Linked DNA regions of Scylla paramamosain: region 2 is linked to region 1. Evidence: chromatin contacts called from public Hi-C data. All regions are on one chromosome and are shown on one strand. Each heading gives the region's core, a stretch centred on a gene start, on an enhancer-like site or on the middle of the called end of the contact. The rest is flanking DNA. Distances are from core to core; before and after follow the strand shown. Region 1 has its middle 22 kb from the start of Trnar-acg. Region 2 holds the start of LOC135105112 (MAP kinase-interacting serine/threonine-protein kinase 1-like).

What was found. A called contact is a pair of places that touch in the nucleus more often than the background predicts.
Region 2: a Hi-C map of muscle shows a contact between it and region 1, with 9 times the contacts expected there. The contact joins the promoter of LOC135105112 here to the enhancer-like site in region 1. A contact is called at or near these places in 2 of 2 Hi-C or Micro-C datasets (muscle and testis).

What each region holds. Positions count from the first base shown.
Region 1 is chr11:25,754,863-25,758,102 of ASM3559412v1, reverse strand. No RefSeq gene overlaps it. Among protein-coding and RNA genes, the nearest start is that of Trnar-acg, 22 kb to the right of the region's middle. Within about 2 kb of position 1,467, the one cell type or tissue checked has an H3K27ac peak away from gene starts, as active enhancers do.
Region 2 is chr11:26,043,996-26,047,235 of ASM3559412v1, reverse strand. LOC135105112 (MAP kinase-interacting serine/threonine-protein kinase 1-like) reads right to left here and starts at 1,565. Exons shown (of 12, transcript XR_010270707.1): 1 at 1,227-1,565; 2 at 42-114.

The DNA of each region.
Region 1 (3,240 bases), core at 218-2,717:
ATACATACATATACATACATACATACAGACAGACAGACATACAGACAGACAGACTGAGACAAATAGACAAAAACAGATATATAAATAGATAGATAAGTAAATTGGTAGATAGGTAGACAGATAGATAAATACACATAGAACAGATAGATGAACAGATATAGATAAACATGGATAGACAGACAGACAGACAGACAGACAGACAGATAAATATATAGATAGATATACAAATAGATAGATAGATAGATAGATAGATAGATAGATAAATGGATGGATGGATGGATGGATAGATAGATGGATAGATGGTGTATGAATAGACTTTAATAATAGGGATAGCAACAGCAATAACAACAACAACAACAACAACAACAACAACAACAACAACAACAACAACAACAACAGAAACAAACAAACAAACATAATAATAATAATAAGAAGAAGAAGAAAAATGGAAGCAAGCAGACATATAGGTAATAAAGATGACAAAAGATAAGGAGCAACAAATACCAGAGAATAAATAAAGCAAAGAATAAGAACACAAAGAAAGCAAATATGAAAGGAAAAAAAAACAAAGTAATAATAATGCAACAAATACGATAGAAAAAGTAATAAGAAAAATAAACAAATAGAGGAAACAAAACCAAAACCGAGAAAATGAGAATGTCAAAACCAAACAAACACAAAAAGATAAAAACAAACAGTTATATACAAAGAAATTAACGTAATAAAGAAAATAAAAGGAAAAAAAAAGAAGGGAAGAAAAAAAAGGAAGACAAAAACTGACCTTCATTTAATGACTCCAGATAAGAGAACACATACATTCTTAACGACTCCTCCTCCTCCTCCTCCTCCTCCTCCTCCTCCTCCTCCTCCTCTTCCTCCTCCTCCTCTTCCTCCTCCTCCTCCTCCTCCTCCTCCTGCTCCTCCACTTCTCATTCCTCATCTTCTCCTCCTCTTCCTCCTTCTTCACTGTCTATTCCCCCTCGAACTCCTTACACTCTTCTCATCTTCCTCTTCCTTTTCTTCTTCTTCCCTTCCTCCTCCTCCTCCTCCTCCTTCTTCTTCACTGCTTATTCCTCCTCGAACTTCTTACACTCTTCTCTTCCTCCTCCTCTTCTTTTTATTCTTCTTCTTCTTCACTTCTTCCTTAGCTTCTTCTTCCTCCTCCTCCTTCTCCTTCTCCTCCCCCGTCTCTTCCTCCTCTTATCTTTCTTTAAATGTGATTATAAATATACAAACACACACACGGACAGCGCCCTCCCTTAGTAACGACACACACACACACACACACACACACACGAGCCAGCAGGAATGACGCAGCTCATTTCGAGACACGTGACTCACTCAAGTGGTTCGAAGCTTCTCTCGTTCACGCGTCTAATGAACGAGAGAATGAATCGGCTTCGCTCCATCGCCTCGAAACATTGAAGTAATTGAAGGGAGATTAAGAGTAACGGGATATGTGTATGGGAGGGAAGGGGGAAGGGGAGGGGGAGAGAAGTGGGGAGTTTTGTGCAGTAAGAATTGAAGGTAAATGAAATGTGACTGTGTTGGGAGTGATGGGGAAAAGTGAAGGTTGGGATGTTCGCTGTACTACATTTGGGATTGAAGTTTGAATTAATGTAGATGTGATTGACTCTCAGGACATTTTGACTGTAATGCTTAGAGATGTGTAGTTGTAGTGGTGGTAGTAGTAGTAGTAGTAATAGTAGTAGTAGTAGTAGTAGTAGCAAGGCAAACGCTACATAAATATTACAACTTGATACAAAATTACACTATAAACTTATTTACCTTGCTGTGTGTGTGTGTGTGTGTGTGTGTGTGTGTGTGTGTGTGTGTGTGTGTGTGTGTGTGTGTGTGTGTGTGTGTGTGTAGGTAAACATCCGGCTGGCAAACATCGATTTATGTTCATGCATACGCACATACATTCATACATACATACATACATAAGTAGTGGGATATAAATCAATGCAAACGAACAGACAGACAAACTGACAGACAAAAGTCGAATAGAAATTAAACAGACACAAGAATACAAGACAAGAAAAACAAAACAAAAAATATAGACAAAAAAAAAGTAACACTAAAAAGGAACAAGAGGAAGAGAAGAAAGGAAAGAGAAAGGAAAGAGCAAAGTCAAACATGAAAGAAGGGAAAATAACCAAAGCAGGCAGAAAAAGGAAATAGGAAAAAAGACTGAAAGAAACAGGAAAAGAGAAAAAAGAAAAGAGAAAGAAAGAAAACGAAGGGAGGGATAAAAAAAAATGGGAACAAGTGACGGGGGAAAGAGACTATAGGAAAGAAGGAAAGAAGGAAAGAAGAAAGAAATTAAAGAGTGAAAAAGAACGAAGAATGAAGATGGATACAAAGCACACGTGGCCCAAACACACACACACACACACACACACACACACACACACACACACACACACACACACACACACACACACACACACACACACAACACAAACACACCCCTGGCACGTTACTGGACTAAAAAAAGAGGGTAAAGAGAATGGTTAAGGGAGGCAAAGGATACGAAGGTGCAATGAGAACAAGTAGAAGACTAAGAGAGGGAGAAGAAAGAGTGCAATGGGAGCAAGAATTTCAAGGGAGCTTAGAAATTTAGAGTTCAAGGTGAGGGAGGAAGTGGAAAGGAACACCCCAAATACAAACCACAAACACCCCACAAAAATACACTAAAAACACCAAAAAAAAAGGAAAAAAAAGGAAAACCAGAAAAAAAGACACCCAGAAAACATTAAAAAACACACAAACAATCTATTTTCCTCATACAAACACCACAAACACCATCCAAACACCGCCAAGCTCTCCCAAACACCCCAAAAAAAAAACACTCCCCCCCAAAAAAGTAGTAAAAGCGAGAATAAAGGAATAAAATAAGAGTATGAAGGAATAAAAGGGAGTATCATTCAAAGCAGCTTCAAGGAAAATTTATAGAAGTTTCGTAGGAGTTTAATGGATAAGGGGGGAAAAAAAGGGTGTGTATTTTTAAAGGGAGGTTAAGGGTATGTTTTTTTCTTCCTTCCTATTATCTCTCTCTCTCTCTCTCTCTCTCTCTCTCTCTCTCTCTCTCTCTCTCTCTCTCTCTCTCTCTCTCTCTCTCTCTCTCTCTTTAATCTCGCTACCTAATTTTTATCCAATTACCTCTTCTACTTGCATGAGGAGGAAGAGGAAGAGGATGAGGAAGAGATGGAAGGGAAAGAAGAGGAAGAGAATGAA
Region 2 (3,240 bases), core at 316-2,815, 290 kb before region 1:
TTTTTTTTTTTTTCATGTGAGAGATCAACGTTCAACAATACCTAGGTTGCACAGCTGCATGGCGGGCAGGCAATGCTGTGGCGGTGTGTGGCGTCATCCTCATGACTGGAAGTACTACAAAGACATCACGGCATCAAAGGGTTATAATGCACAGGAACATGTCGGTATTGCCGGTTGTCATGCACCGGTATCTGACGTACAGTGAAAATGACATATACAACATAACTTGAATGTCACGAGTAGCAGAGGCAGGAATGAGTGGCTGCTTGATTTATACAGACATTTACCGGCAGTTATCTCATCTGTAACTTTCTGAATCACACTGACATTAAAAGATAACGCAGGGATATGCAAAGGAAACATTCAAATTAATTCCTAGAAAATAAACTTTTACATATACTGCGAAACTTCGGCAATCTAAGTACATGTCTAATGAAATCTACATATAGCACGGCCTGGGCCGCCTCTCTTCATGACAGCGCGATAGGCCTGTCAATAGGACGCTCTCCAGTCCACCCAGTAACTAAGACGACTGCCAGTTAGCTATTTCATGTCAGCCTTCAGCCACCCCTCCAAGCCTCAACACGGATCTCTGCAGCAACATCAGTGAGCCTCCCCGCCTCTCCCCCTCACATGACACCGGCATTTGCATACGGCAGGTCAGGACTTCTCGCGAACATTCGAGAACAGCGGCAGCAGCCAAATTCGGCAATGACAAGAAGAACATGGCCTCGATGGTGACAGCGGTGCCACATCTCATTTCTGCACGCCTCGCCTCTGGGGGCTCACTCATACATGCACACACTGACATCGATTATTACTACATTTCTAACATACTTTCAAACTCATCCTGCCATTTACACACCACACAGCCGTCGCAAATAAAAATATCGATAAGGTCACCAGGGTTGAGAGAAGCGGCACCACCGCCCCACCAGACCCCGGAGGTTCTTTGTTTACTAACAGACAGACGCACTAACACACCTCCCTCCCCGCTGCCTGCCCAGCCCTTTAAATCAACATTTCACACATCCACACAACATGCCAGCCTGACACAAGCCGACACACATACAAACATGTTAGGAATGTTCATCCGACAACCAACAAGACGCCCCAGCCAACTCGACGGCGGCCTGACACCCTTTTTTACAGCTTTCGACTTTCACACACAGACAGACATACATACATACAATCTGAAATGAAACACAGGTGAGGAAACCACATACCTTGCACCATCTTGACGGTTTGTTGGGGGTATCAATGAGCGAAGAATAATATATCACAATCAGCGTGGGGGGAAGTGTAATGGAAAAATCACAGATTCTTGAGTTAGCACTTATGCTTGACTAGACCCTCCTTCAAACCGCCTTCGGGGCCTCTTGCACTACCACGATGTCGAACACTTGCCGGCGCCGCACACTCCTGCACGATGTAGTACCAGCCGTGTGTTACCAGCTTTGGGAAGCTAGAAAAAGGTAGGAAAAGATCCCGTGGTGCGCGTACACTCCTATCTATCCATTTCTTTCTCTCTCTGTTGGCGAACTGCGCCTGACCTCCGGCGCCGCGGTATTATATAGAACGCCGCCGCATGCCATACACTACCAGACGCACATTTTTCTCATTAAATTCAAAGAGATGCCAACAATTCCTAGTCTATTTGGGATTACAGTAACCTACAGTACATAATTCATGATGAAGGTAGCTCAAAGTTACCTTGCATAATGTGATAGAGGAAGGTTTTCGCCCTATAAGTGGCCGGGCAAAGCAGGACGCGGCGCCGTGGCACGTACACACACCTCTGCCAATATTAGAACCTCTTAATATTTTGTTATTACATCAGCCAACTTGGATGCTTCTCGTTTCTCCAGACGGATCGCTTACTGACCGTCTGCCACATCAGTGATAATAAAATGTAGTGTTTATAAGTAAAATGAGGCTTGGAAAACCTGTCAGTGATCTGCAACAACACGGCGTTGCTTCAGACATGACCATAGGAGAATGTACAAATCCTGTGTCACACCCAAATTGATTCTTATGCCACACAAATGGGCATCACTTACTCAAACATATACGTGAAAATCACACTTCTCAATAGACTGGATGCAATTTTAAACAATCGCGAAAATAACACACCGATCAATTTGCAGGGGGTGACTCCACGCTGGCAGTTGTTGTGGCGTGATGAATGCTGCCAACACAATCCGCGCGGCACACTATTTATAAAGACACCCTGCTTCTCAAAACCAACTCGTCATTGGTTAACACAACAAGTAACTGTTAACTAAAGACAGTTTATAACTGCTAACAATAAAGTGCACCCTGGGCCAATCTATCGTATGAATAATCAGAGAACGCTGTGGTTGGTAATCCGTAGTTGCGTAGAAAACTAGAGGGATGGGCGTGGGGGAGGCGCGCCGGTCTCTCCAGTCTCTCGGAGGAGGTTGTCCGGAGTCATTGTATCATGCCTCTGTCCTCCAACCAGTCTCTAACACACCGGCGCGCTCTCGTCAACTTAGAACTGAGAGACACTGGTCGCAGAGGATAAGACAGGCAGAAACACGAACAGAGCAAGAAGGAACAATACATGAAATCAGATAAATAGAAATAAAACAGAAAAATCTTTAATAACGAGATAAAGAGATTCTGCATCTAGTTGAAAAACATCCACACGGGAATATTGACTTAGTCTACAGACGGCATGGATACAGAAGACAGGCAAAGAGGAACATACACATGGGACAACAGACCTAAGATAGACCAGTTTAACCTAACATAACCTTAACAAGATACATTTTTGCGTATGATAAAATGAAAACACAAGGATATTAACTGTTTAAAGAACACACATGATTCAACACGCACACACACACACACACACACACACAGAACAAAGTAAACAATAATGCAAAGCGAGAGAGAGAGAGGGTGGGGGAAGAGCAACTTTACAGTACAAGAACGTTTCTCTCTCTCTCTCTCTCTCTCTCTCTCTCTCTCTCTCTCTCTCTCTCTCTCTCTCTCTGTGTGTGTGTGTGTGTGTGTGTGTGTTAGGGCAGGGCAAGACTAAATGACACTAAGTAACAGTAATACAGACAGATAACTGAAAGATGACGCTCATCTCGTCTCCCTCTCACTCCCTCTCCCTCCAAGCAACAGACGTGCAGCATCACCGGCTCTGCATGTGTTTGTGAGTGAGTGTGTGTGTGTGTGTGTGTGTGTGTGTGTGTGTGTGTGTGTGTGTGT